Regions from separate parts of the Hordeum vulgare genome. Here region 2 is linked to region 1. Evidence: chromatin contacts called from public Hi-C data. All regions are on one chromosome and are shown on one strand. Each heading gives the region's core, a stretch centred on a gene start, on an enhancer-like site or on the middle of the called end of the contact. The rest is flanking DNA. Distances are from core to core; before and after follow the strand shown. Region 1 has its middle 24 kb from the start of LOC123440038. Region 2 has its middle 53 kb from the start of LOC123440039.

Region 1 (7,016 bases), core at 3,331-5,830:
TAGGGTTCAATGGGAAGAAGAAACCCGTTTATAGGAAGGTAAAAATCCAACTGTTACCCCCTCAACGTGCACACAAGTGGCACTACCTCTCCAGAGAGCGGTACCATCACCCATAAGAGGTAGTACCGCAACTGGGAGCGGTACTACCACTGGGGTGGCAGAGCCACATATTAGAGGGTAGGAAGGCGAGTGGTAGTTTCATCGGAGCGGTACTACCGCTGCGAGGAGCGGTACTACCGCTGCGAGGAGCGGTACTACCGCAGATAAGAGCTAGTTGGCTGGATGAAGACTAGTTGATTGCTCCCCATACTCCACTATGGGTGCGCCACTCTTCGGGACATCTTCACAAGTCCATTTGCACCACAATGGACGACAAGCTTCAAGCATGATCTCTTCGCGATGCTTCAATTGAACTTGCACACTGCAATCTTGACGACAATCACCACTTGATGTCATCCTCGATGGGTTGTATGATATCTTCCTCTTCACGCAAGCCCATGCAAACATACCTGACACCGCATAGAACTCTCATGTAGATCACTGTTAGTACATAAAGCGTAATGGACAATGCTTACCATACCATGAGCTACTTGATCCCTCTCGGTACATCTTGTACGTTTTGTGTGTTGATCAACTTGCTTCATTCTTTGACTTAGTCTTGATCAACCTTGTATCTTATCTTCTATATGATCAATCTTTGGATAAAACATTGAATACCATCTTGGTCATCATATAAACTCCTTAAAACCAATAGATGGACTTCAGGAAGTGCCTATGGACAAATCCTTCAAATATAACATAAGGCAACCATTAGTCCATAGGAATTATCATCAATTACCAAAACCACACATAGAGAAATACACTCTAACAGTTATCTTTAGGACTCCTTGACGTCAGAGTTTTGCAATGGTAGATCGAACATTTTTCATTGCAAATTATGGTCTTCGAGAATGAAAATTTTAGTTGGCGAGCACGACAAATCCGCCTCGGTTCATTTTTTCTCCAAAAAATTATCATGCTTGAAAATATTGTCAACACAAATTTCCATGAAAAACGTCACATTGACATGCCTAAAAAATATGACGTCAGACTTTTAGCTTTTCCTTATCTTTATGCATATTCTCCTGTTCTGCTTTTTTATTATGTGTTTAATTTTCAACACATTTTCCAAGAATATTTCTAAACTATTTTAGATATTCACCTATTCTTGGATTCATAATATCCAGACTGCTAGTTGGGTTGACCCAGATGTACGGGCGTTCTAGCACCTACCCCATACTTTGTAGATAGCTAACATGGTGGGAGCCCCTAGTGAGCGTTTTAAGCGCCAACTAGGTGTTTCGGTGCCCACACTACCACTTCTCGGACCGAGCCCAAAAGCACGCGTGCCCTGGCTTCCGCTGCCTTGGTCAGCTTGCTTGACTGCTGACTGGACACTCTTGCTACGTCAACCGCATACCTATCAATGTTGACTTTTCAAAAACAAAAAAAACCTAAAAATCTAAAAAACATGAATTAAAAAATTTACATGAATTCTTGAAAAACATCACTAATTTGAAAGAAAGTTTAACAAAACTATAAAATGTTCATCAAATTTGAAAAATGTTCATTGAGTTCAAAAAAAGTTCATAGATTTTGAAAAATAGTTCATCGAACTTGAAAAAATATCATCATTTTGAGAAAACTTCATCGAATTTGAGAAAAGTTCATCGAATTTTGTAAAACAAAATCATCAAACTTGAAATAAGTTCATCAACTTTGAGGTAATCAATTTGAAGAAACAAAATCACTAATTTTAATAAAGTTTATTGAACCAGGAACAAGAAAAAAGGAAAAATAAAAAGGGATGTAGAAACAAGAAAAAAAGAAAAAAGATGTTGGTATTCACGCGAGGTTTCGTGCCGGGTGGTTACTACATGGTACTTCAAAAAGGAGGTCACCAGTTCAAGCTGCCACACGGTTGTGTTTTTTGTGCATTTTGAAAAAGAAAACAAACAAATAAATAAATAAACATGACGTCCGCAAACACAGCGCGAGAAGGAATTACTTCATGCGCCGGTTTGCAAAAACACTAGTAAGGACGCTTGAAGGGTCAAATAGTATCTCCCTAACATGATTCACTAAAAAAGTTAGCTAACAGTGTAGGGCGGTCCAGATCCAATGTTCCAACAGGAACAAGAACTTCTCTCGTTTGAAATTAAACAAGGACGGGACCTTTAAAAACAAGAACTAGAAACCGTAACAACCAGAAAAGAACGAGAACGGCTAAACATGTCAAATTTTGATGGCTATTAGATGGGTTGGGCGGGCTTTGCTGCGCCATTAGTGTTATCGGGTTTTTATAAATAAAATCCCTTTATTTTAAAATATTAAGTGCATTTGTTTTTTAAAAGTCAAACCTCGTTAAGTTTGACCAAATTTATAGAGGATTATATAAATAGACACAATATCAAATCAGTATCATTACATTCATCATGATTTTTTTCATATTTTATTTATTATGTATTGTATACGTCGATGTTTTTGGTTCTAACATTAGTCAAAGTTAAAAAAAATCATGCTTTTAAAAAAATACACCTTATATTTTCAAACTGAGAAAGTATTTGGTTTGGTGAGTTGGGAAGATGATGGAGTGTGTTTTATTTTTATTTTATAATGCGGTGTTTTAACAGGCCTTTTACGGCGCCATTCTGGGTTATCTGCTAATTAACCCATACTCACAAGGGAAAAATTTCTATGTAGGTGGCTGCATATACTATGTTGATGCTACAATGTCACATGTTGGCATTTCTTTTTTCTAGATGATGAGAGGATGCAGTATAATGATATGTTTTATAGGCCAGTTGTTGTCGACTGATTTGAATTGACCCGTTTAAAATGTGATCCAAGTCCAAAATTGAATACCTCAATCATATGGAATAGCTCTAAAATTAGAAAGCATGGTGAATTAAAAGAATAGAATGAGAGAGCTTTTTGAGAAATTGTTGGTCCGGTCAAAATCTAGTACCCAGTTCTAAATTGAAGACCGTAAGACCTTTAAAATAAGGGAACATAGTGTATTAGATAATGACAAAACTATTAGATGCAAAACTTAAAGACCTCATTCTCAAGGCTCGGAAAATGTCTCGGTTCTAATAATAAAATAAAATAAGATAATGATATGAAGACCATTACTTTCCTAAAAAAACTAGGTTACTTACCATGCAAGCATCTACAGCTGGGCATCCCTAACCTGCCCCCAACGTTCGGGCGGACGACTCGCTTACTCACCAATAAAAATACTGATTTATACGGACGCCTCAAACGGACCTCAAACATTCGAGATGATCAACACCCCTCATATACAACCAAATATGGAGAGACTCTACGCGTTCGCCACGTTCGACCGATGGCCGGGTCCCACACAGAATCGCCTAAAAACCCAACAGTTTGACGGCTTGTCCTCTGGTGGGGTTGGAACGTCGCGTGGCACTCCCTCCAGCTCGCCACACGAGGCCAAAGGTCAGCTATTTAAGCTGACCGGTGTCCCTAACCCTAGCCACAACCTCTTCCTCCTTCGCGCTGCCAGCCTAAGCCCATCCACCTCTCTCCCTCCCTACCTCACTCTTCAAAAACCGGCTACTCGCCTTCCACAACCACAATCAACTAGCCATGCCACCACAACAATGGGTGAGCTATCTAATTCCGGTGTGCCGGCTGCAGCTCCTTGAACAGACCCTGGCAAGGTGCGAAGCACGGATCGCCGCGACGCTACCACTAGAAGTGATTGATCCGGAAGAGGATTTCAAGAAAGAAGAGGGGGAGTTCGATGAGCAGGATGCGAGGGACGCAGATCTGCACGCGAAGCAGCATGCAATCCTCGAATCGATCCAGTCGAAGACAAAGGCAAACCGTTGTATCCTTCAAGCGGAGCTGGAGGTGGACGCGACGAGATGATTGCCCACATAGTGAAGAGGAGACGGAGCCCTCCCAAGCACCCGTGTACGCAGCGCCCGGCATGGAGATATTAGAGATCTCACACGAGGACGATGTGTAGACTAATGTAATTTGCATAGTATGTAAGTTTTCTGTTACGTATTTTATATGAATCTAGAAGATGTAATATTAGGGACTCGGAAGCATAATAAAGAATATGAGGTGTGACCGATAACTATGTGCGGACATGTCTGGTGTAACATCAACGGACGTTTGAGGATTCTGATTTAATGTCTGGCTGCAGATGCTCTTAGTGTTCTTTAAACACAGCACAAATGCTACCATGCCTAAGCTGCAGTTGCACCACCACTTGAGACAAGTTGACTTAGCAAAGCCGTGCTATCTCCTCTCATGGATAAAAATACATGACACTAACAAGACAAGAAAAGGTGCCCATTCGTCCTATGTGGGTAGCCAAAAAAGACGGGCCGACCAAGACAAAGAAAACAGAAAAGACGACCCCTACCGCAACTTTGGTGGACGAAATTAGGTTCCTTTTCGGTATTCAGTTTTTTTATCTTTGAGGGAGGCATCAAGGTAATAGGCAGCAGGGATCGATTGATCAGCGCTTAAACTACGCGTAGCCAATGAGATGGGACAACATGATTCCTCCTAGCACAGCGCTGCCTGCCTGCTTTCGCCTTCACAATTTGCTACGAGTTGTGTACGCTCCAGTGCTCCACGCCACCAATTTAACCTGTTATTTTGTACCCTCGTCGAGTGACGAACGATGCATGTGACCCTAGCTAGCTTCCTTTGTTGTTAAATGACTTTGGGCGGTTTGTATTATTGTATATCAACTACTCAATTTTGCACACTGAATTAGTAAACTTGTGACTCTAAGTTAGCTTCACAGGTCAGTGGCCGAGATGATTATCGACAGCTCCGTTTTCAATACTGATTTAGGGCATCTCTAACTCCAACTCTCAAATCACCTGTATGCGTACGCATCGTGCAATACTGACCTAGAAAGTCATTCAATCGCAGACTTGTATCAATGTGTTGAACAGTTCGGATCATGTTTTTTTTTTTTTTTGCAAACCGAAATCAAACATATGAGCTTTACAAGAGTCCGGATACGAGTCACGTCGGTCTCTTACACGCATGACCTATCCAAAAAAAGGCTGAGCCTGTACTTTTGTAGGACCCACACTGTTTCTGCGCCTAAATCCTCAACTCTCTTCTTCGATCACGTAGCTCTTCAAGAAATTCTCGCTCTTTTCTTCTACTTTCTTCCTCGCCCCCGTCACTGAGGCATACGATTGGACAACAACCTGCCGGAGATGAAGGTGGTGGTGGAGGTGCATGAGGATCCCCACATCACTCTCACGCAGAAGATCAACTAGGCGATGCGGCAAAATCGCCGCGTCAAAACGAAGGCGGCAAAGGAGGAGAAGTTCAAGAAGCGGAAGGCCGGTGACACGCATGCTGATGTCATGTGTGGCGGTGGGCGTGCTAGCCGCGAACATGGTGGAGGTGGCGAACCGGGTCCGAGAGCCCTGATAGTGACGCCCACGGTCCATACCTCGTCATGGTCAGAGCATTACAAAGCTCCGTACTACTACGCTGCCAAGAAGCTCAGTAGGCAAGCCACAACAACCGCTGTCGGGCAAGTGCCTTACATTGTCGACGCAAACGCGCCATCGCTGCTCTTCCCGGAGTGTTCCTGGCCGCAGCTCTTCTGGGCGTGGACGGTGGGCGAGGAGCACATGAGTTCCCTCACGCTATTCGCTATTATCCCTAAAGTGGGGGTGAAGGCGTACGACGACACGAACAGGGAGACTTTTGACATAATCCACGACATAGGTGGAGGAGGAGGTAGTTATGAGTACGGGCAGGTGGAAGACTCGGATCCTACCCAGGCAGGCAACTACACCCACACGTAGCAGGGCTACGCCCAGACCGGCATGGGCTCACAAAAGTAGGATTGGGCTGCCGGACAGGCGGAGGAGGAGAAGGACGACGAGGAAGATGATCCTGATGATTTTGCCGACGATCCAAAGAAGAAGGGTAGAAGAGAAAGCTTCAACATGCGGGAGGATGAGCTCATGTGCGACGCATGGTTGACCACTAGCCCTAATCTAATTCATGGCACGGAGCAAAATAGCACACCGTTTAGGCCAACATTCACACATGGTTCCATGAATATAAGCATTTTGTTCCCTACTCCGACGCACTCATCCGCAACCGTGAACCGAAGTACTCCGTCCATCGATCATACACCATCCAAGAGGCAGTATCGAAGTATTGTGGCCGCTTGGCGCACCTCATAGTACGGTGGCCTAGTGGTGCACAAATTATCGAGCAAGTAACTTTATTGGTCAGATGTGCATAGTTTTATTGGTCACTTGCCGAATGTGCATAGTTTTGTTGATTACTAGTCGGATGTGCATAGTTTTGTTTATCACTAGCCGGATGTACATCGTTTTGTTGATCACTAGCCGGATGTGTGCATAGTTTTGTTGATCACTAGCAAGATGTGCATAGTTTTGTTGATCACTAGCCGAATATGCATAGTTTTGCTAATTACTAGCCGAATGTGCATAGTTTTGTTTATCCCTATCGGATGTGTGCATAATTTTTTGATTACTAGCCGGATGTGCATAGTTTTGTTGACAATGTTCTATGTTGTAGCCTTCTAGTGCATGTACGATGTTCAAGAAGTTGGAGAAGAAAAACTTCACCGTCATGCATTGTTAGTTGAAGTTTAGTGAGCAACTGAATTGGAAGTATACATAACCAAGACCGCTGCCCAAGCCACCGAGGAAAAAACCGGTGAACCAGCTTACCCAACGATAGAACAATCCAAGAAGGATAGAAGAGGGTTTGATAGAAAGAAATGGGACGAGTAGAGGGCGAAGCGAGAAGGTGTGACGGTAAAGTTGACAAAGAGGTTCAAGGACATCTTGTCCAAGAAGAAGGAGGCATACATCAAGCGCTCGAACATCAAGGAGGAAAAGAAGGTAGAGAGGTTCAAGCTATTGATGGAGGCGACTGAGGAGAAGCTACCCTCAAAGACAAGAGTGTCATAATCAAAGATA
Region 2 (7,016 bases), core at 3,348-5,847, 58 kb after region 1:
TCCCCACACAACATGTGGGTTGGGTTGGAAAATCCTTGTGAGGAGGAGGACCTTGACTTCTTCTATGCTTCTACGACCATCACAATGGGAAATGGCGCCAAAACGCCTTTTTGGAACTTGCCTTGGCTGCATGCGTGCAAGCCTAGGGACGTTGCTCCGCTTGTCTTTGAGGCCTACTCTAGGAAGAATTGGAAGGTGCGTGAGGCCCTAAACAATAACACGTGGATCCTCAAGATCAAAACCTCCATGGTCATCTTCGCTGAACACATCCAACAATTCTTCACCCTATGGACGCTTGTGAATGATGTCCATCTTTATGAACTCACCAAAAATACCATTGTGTGGAAGCACACGACGAGTGGACATTACTCTGCCGCCTCGTCCTACAAGGCTCAATTCCTAGGATTGGTTCTCTCTTCCATGGAACATATGATTTGGAGGGCTTGGGCGCCACCAAATTCCAAATTCTTTGCTTGGCTGGCTATGCAAGATAGAATTTGGACCGCGGGTAGACTGGAGAAAAGGGAATGGCCAAATTGTGGACTTTGGACCCTATATAAGAGAGAGCAAGAAAGTGGACCACAACTCTTCTTCAAACGCCGATATACAATTAGGCTATGGAATTATGTGAGTGCAAAATACGGGCTTCATCATTTGGACACCTATACGTGGCATCTCAAATACTTGATTGAGAAGTGGTGGTCGAACAGAACCGGAGCTGGAGCCCCCAATAGGAAGGTTGTGGCCTTTCTCCCCATGCTTGTATCATGGGCCGTGTGGAACGAGAGGAGTGCACGTGTCTTCTAGCACAAGAGCGCTCCCCCTACCATCTTGCTAAACAACATTGACCACGAGGCAAACCTTTGGATCACCGCTAGAGCGAAGAAACCGTGTAAGAGTGTGACTCCTGTAACAAACTATCATTTCTTCTTAATTAATAGATGATGCAAATCTTTTACCTCTGTTTTGGAAAAAAATATCATCGTATAGGATCTCACTTCTGAAGGGTCCTCTCCTTGTGATGTTGTTCTTTTCGCTTTTTTTTCTGGTTCGATGTTGTTCACCTGCTGGATTTTACATCCTTAATAATATATGATTGTGTTCATTGGATGCACATGCCAAAAGTTATCCTTCTATTTGGAAAAAAGTCTAAGCTGGAATTCCTCCCATCTAATCCTTATCGGACAGGCTCAATAGCGACCATTTTATGCCGTCACTTTGTCGTAGACATTGTCGCTTTGTTGATGTTGGTTTCGGCAACCAAAATGAAAATCCTTGTCCTAACCATCAACCAGACATGACAACGGTGGCACCAGATCGTGTACCCTTTTCTAAAGGCATTGGTATGAAAGAAGTCGATTTAGTTATAGATGCTTTATTCGTCTCTTTGTAAGGGTTCAATCGCGATTGTCTTTATTTTTGAATATGCTTAATATTCAATAATAATGGTTGTGTACATCGTAATGTTGCATAGGCTAGAAGTTTGAACCTCCTTTAGAAAAAAAAACTCACTATTAAATGGTGTATCATCGTATAGGATCTCACTTCTGAAGGGATCCTCTCCTTCTGCAGTGCTGTTCTATCCACACATAAGTTAATTAGTCAAGACAAGAACTCTTCCAATTGAATCGGTAGGGTGGCCTTCGCATCACGACGTTGCAAAGTTAACTGTTGTTTTCAATCTTTAACCGCATGACACCATTGGTCGCAACGCAACTGCTTCCAACTTGAATAATCGCAAACCAAATAATCGCTTAGTCATCAGAAATTTTTATGTTGCGCCGCGCATGCTTGCTTAGTCATCATAAACTTTTCATTCTTTTACATCCGTGCACGTCCCCATCTTGAGTTCAGGTTGCATATGTATAACAAATTGCGTGACAAAAACCCTTTTGTCCAATGCAATTTTGTATTGCGTGACAAGAAGCCCTTTTGTCCAATGCAGTTTTGTGCTTTAATTTGGAGCTCTTGTTCTTTCGGTAAAAATAAGCATTTTCCTCCAAAGATCAAGGGTCGTTTGGCACCTGCATGCGTTAACCTGACTCTTCTCTTGGAGGCTACGGGTTCTGACTCCTCGGGTGATTTGGGTCCAAATCTCTGGACATTCACTGTGTGTCCAGCGCGATTTTGGGAAGAATTATCTTGAGGAAGATTTTGGATACAAGTTTACCAGATTAGACAAACTCGAGGAGCGCAAAACTCAGATTTGACTGAACTTATGGTTTCGCACAGGCCAATTCCACACGAGATTCTCCACAGTGAATGCATGAGCTCCCCCTTCCGATTCACAAAAGCATACCTTTGGATCACATCATCCTCAACTACCCTTGCCACAATCTTTGCTTCGCTTATGTTGATTTGACCGTCGCACATTATTTTAGACAGCGATCAGAACACGTCAGTATCTGGTGTCGAATGGTTACTTTGTTGGTGGCAATCCGCAAAAACTTGAACAAATAATGCTGTATATAGTTCATTCCAGTTGCTGGTTTATGTTTGTTTCAGGAGGCAGCTAGGTGTTGCCGTCATCATGACCGAAAGGGGTAATCCCCCGGGTCGCTCCCGCAGGCGGCCACGGGTGGCGAAACCCAGCCACCGCCAGCGTAGATCGATCGGTTCCTATCCCCTGCCGCCGCTGGCGGAGGTCGCCGGGCAAAGCCCACGCGGCTCGGCGGCGGTGGGGCACTCCCTCCTCCCGTCGGAGCTCCGGCAACACGGGTTGTCCATCTCGATGGGATCCAGGACGCCCCTCATGCGCCGGTGCACGCATGAGCTGGGGTTGTGTTCGAGCGCGTGGAGGCACGAGTTTGGCGGCACAGCGAGCCCGTGTCAGGGAGGCCGTGGATCTGGCGGCTCCGAGGAGCGCGATGACTCGGGGACGCGTGATCTGGCGCTGGAGGCCGCGGATCTGTGCGGCAGTGGCTCGGGGGCGCGAGCTCCCTCCCTTCCTTGTCGCCGTATGAGGCTAGCATCGCGTGGCTGCTCTGACGGTCGGCAGCGTCAGATCTGGCCGCTGCCCTTCGGCCCTAATCTATGGGCCTCTTTTCTGCGGGTTGTACTGCAGGTGAAGCTGGTGGAGGAGATTCGGATTGGGAAACCCCTTGGTTGGCCCAGCCGTCAGCGCCGACGATGACGCTCAAGGGCGTCATTTTTTTCCTTGGAGACGTCGTTCTACATCTGCTCCTCTCCTCCCTCCCACTCCTTGCCTCTCGGGTGAAAACCCTAACTCCGGTGGGCGACGGCAGCGTCCTTGACGCCGCGACCTTCCTGAAGGCGTCGCCTTAAGGGTTGAGTGGTGGTGGGCACTGTTTGGGTCCTTGACGGCTGCTGGTGGTGGGCACTGTGTGGGTCCTTGACGGTTGCTGGTGGTGGGCACTGTTTCGGGGGAAACCCTAGGATCTGGTCTTCCGGATCGGACAATGGCGATACTGCGGTGTCGTTTCTCTCTTGGAAGCATCGTTTGTGGAGCAGCGCTGGCAAACTGAGGCAGGAGGTGGAGCGGCATCGTCTTGCACAGAATTTCGGTGGAGTTGTCAAGTCATGCTTGGCCGACAGGTGCTACGCTGTGTCATGCCTGTTCGGCAGGTGCTACACACGACAGATCTTTTAGAGTTTTCGCATCTGGACGGATGAGCACAGAGCGGTGGCGCCGTTGGGCGGGTGGCGTCGGCGGATGTTTGGACTGGCAAGTATGATGCGGATCTCTTTCCTGAAGATGGGTCAATGGTCCGATGATGATGACGACATCTAAAACGTGTGCGTGAGGTGTGCATTTTAGATGAGCTGCACCGGCCGTTGTTCTCGATACGTTATGTGGGTGAATTGGCGACAACATCAATTTTAGATATGTGGAGTGAGAGCACTCCACATTATCGAGTTTGTAGGTGCGAGTGGTGGCTTTGGATGGATTGATGTATGTTTTTGTTAGACCTTTGTGAAATAATTAATAAAGATGGTTGCATGCATCAATTGACATAGAGGCAGGGGGATTAACCTCATTTTCCAAAAAAAAAAATCATGACCGAAAGGGACGTGTGCATGATAAATGAGAGATGATGCGCAAATGCCAAATACCCCCGAATGACTTTCTGGCATCACGGCGAAGCCAAGGTCGATGAATCGAACATTAATGCTCGGCAAATTATTGGGCTGTGTAATATCAAATAATTGAGTATCCAAGCAATCACTATTTATATGCCGGTCAACAAATCTCTGGATGAGAGTCTCTATAGCAGAAATATTAAAATAAAATGTGGACCATAAACAAGGAGCTAGCTCCTGCTAGCCTCCTTCCTTGCGCAAAAGGGAGTCTCGACTCCACCCCACAAGCCACAACGCATCAATCCATGAATTGGGAATACAAGAAAAGGCCGAATATAGTAGTAGCTCCTAACCTGAGGCTTGTAATCTATCGTGTATTATTGGGAGGCTCCTCTCGTCCTGACGTCTAGGAGGAAAAGGATATGCGGATGATTCAAAGGGTCACATGATTAACTATGCAAGCGTGTCACGGCTCACGGGTCATAGTTCCTGTCATGTGAAGATAGAGCAAAGTTTGTGATGGCTCATCTCCAAGTGCCAACCATGCCTTTGGGCCACTGACATGTGGGTCCAACATCTGGCTGGCCCACACATCACTGACTCAAAGGAACGTGCAGTTAAGACACCGAAGCAGCGTCCGCCGTTGATACAACATAATGGGACTGCTGTTACTTTAGTGTTATTTAGAAGGAGACTGATCTGCCCCGGCGCGCCGGCCCAAACTTTCGGCCGGCCACCCGCGAGCCGTAGGATTCACCAACCCCGCGTCGTCCACACCGTTGGATCCGCATGCAATATTTTTTTTCCTATGCAATAAAATTTCGATGCTATGCATTATTTTTTTCAACGGTTGCAACAAAAAACAAAATTTGTAGGAAAAAAAATATCTACGTAATCGTAGCAAAAAAAGAAACTGATGGTACGTGGTAGCAAACTTCAAACGCCAGTTGTAACAAACATTTACGTGACGTGTATGCAACTTTTTTAATGAACGGTTGCAGCAAAACATGATGCCGGTTGTAGCAAAAGTAAAAAATATCGATTGTAAACGAAAAATCCGACGAACTGGAGTTGCAACCAAACGTATATGCAGCTATTTTACTGGGACAAAATGTAGTAAAAAATGCTTGCAGCAAAAATAACGCTGGTTGCAACAAATTTAGACGAAAAATGTTGCATCCACTAATCAGAGAAGCACGCGGGTGGGAAAAATGTTGCATGGTCCGCGCGCGCGAGGGGGCGACCGACGCGCGGGTGGGAAACGATTCCCTATTTAGAAAACATGCACATGGAGCCTCTCGCTTTAAATTAATAAAACCAACATAGACCAAGTTAGCACAATTTGAGTTCTTAAAAGATAAGAATGAAGTTAAATATATAGTTTGGCTTTAAATATATAGTTATCTGGGTGCGACAGAATGAATCCATCAATGAAAAGTTTGTTATGTTCGAATATTAGGTAAATTCATAATTAATTCCAGTAAATAATTCATAACTAGTATATAAAGTACTTCCTCTATTTTAAATAAGTGACACAAATTTAGTATTAAATGAGTATAAATTTTATACTAAAACAACGACACCTATTTTGAAATAGAGGGAGTAGCAAGCAACAATTTAGCATACTTGATAAATAGTAAAACATACACATCAATATCGCACATGTAACAACAGTTACAAAAACAGATTTGAATAAATCATGATGGACGTACCATTCGTTAGTATTCGTAGCTGCTGCTGAAGCAAATGTTGGTGATGATGGTGTTACCGACGACGTGTTATTGACGATGTTGATGACGACAACAAGTAGCATCATCCGGTTTGAACGGAAGACGACCAATGATGACAAACTTGAGTAGTTGCACAGAGTGCTTCTTAAACAAAATTTCTCCTCTCCCTCTCTAGGATTGTGATACTCTTCAATGTATCTATAATTTTTTATTGTTTCATGCTATAATATTAACATTCTGGAATATGTTTTGGGCATTTATTTATCGATTCATATTATTTTTAAGCACTAACCTATTAACCTAGTGCCAAATGCCAGTTGCTATTTTCTGCATGTTTTGGCTTTTCAAGTTTACAGTACCAAACGGAGTTCAAATATCACGGAATTTTTTGATGATTTTTTCGGGACAAAAAGAAGCATGGAAGCTTCGGTAGAAGGACGGCGGCCACACGGGGTCCCCACAAGCCCGAATGATGCGCCTAGGGGAGGGGGTGGTCGCGCCCTATTAGCTTGTGCCCCTGGCTCTGCTGACCTCGTTGTCGGGGCTCTAGAACCGGGGGTAACCAAGCCTGCCTGCCTGCGGTCCAGGGCCCGTTGCGCGTTGCAGGCCTAAGGGCGCTCCCTATCGAGGCCCGGGGATACTGCACTCATGAGGTCCCCTCCTTGTGAGGGACCGCTCGCGGGGCCCTCTCCCGAGAAGGCTTCTCGCAAGGCTCGCGAGAGGAAAGCACCTCCCAATGCCACTCCTCCCGAGGGGCGGGTCTGCCAAGGGCGACTTGCCGGGGTTCAACCTCCCCTTGTGGGTGACGTGAGCCACGCTACGCGACACTAGGGCTGGTGCCGGCAGGCACAAACAGAGAGGCTTTCCCATTTGGAGATAAGGGAACCGAGGCCGGCTGCGGGTTCCCGAGGCAACCCATCAAAGGTTTCCTAATGGGTGCAAGAGGACCAAGGCTGGGTCTCGGCAGGACGAAGGTCACGCCCGTGCCCACAGGCGTGCCACTAAGAGAAGCTTCTGCAGGCGAAGACCGCCTTTGTCAGGGCGAGCCACAGTCTTGTGCCCTTTCAAAATCGTCGTTATGGCTGCCCTTCCCGTCGGATGTGTTTTCGTGGGAAGAGGACCAAGGCCGATATAAAAGAGAGGCCCGACCTCCGTAGAGGGGGATCTGGGGTCCGGTGTGTTGTGTTAGGGCAATAACCCACCTTTGTACCATTCTTCCACCTCGAGCAATCTATCCAAGCAGGA

What was found. A called contact is a pair of places that touch in the nucleus more often than the background predicts.
Region 2: a contact with region 1 is called in a Hi-C map of leaf, with 2.8 times the contacts expected there. The contact joins two enhancer-like sites. A contact is called at or near these places in 2 of 6 Hi-C or Micro-C datasets (leaf and seedling).

The regions. Positions count from the first base shown.
Region 1 is chr3H:397,257,926-397,264,941 of MorexV3_pseudomolecules_assembly, forward strand. No RefSeq gene overlaps it. Among protein-coding and RNA genes, the nearest start is that of LOC123440038, 24 kb to the left of the region's middle. Within about 2 kb of position 4,581, at least 2 of the 3 cell types and tissues checked have open chromatin away from gene starts, as enhancers often do. A contact at or near this core is called in leaf, where this site is marked.
Region 2 is chr3H:397,315,999-397,323,014 of MorexV3_pseudomolecules_assembly, forward strand. No RefSeq gene overlaps it. Among protein-coding and RNA genes, the nearest start is that of LOC123440039, 53 kb to the right of the region's middle. Within about 2 kb of position 4,598, at least 3 of the 3 cell types and tissues checked have open chromatin away from gene starts, as enhancers often do. A contact at or near this core is called in leaf, where this site is marked.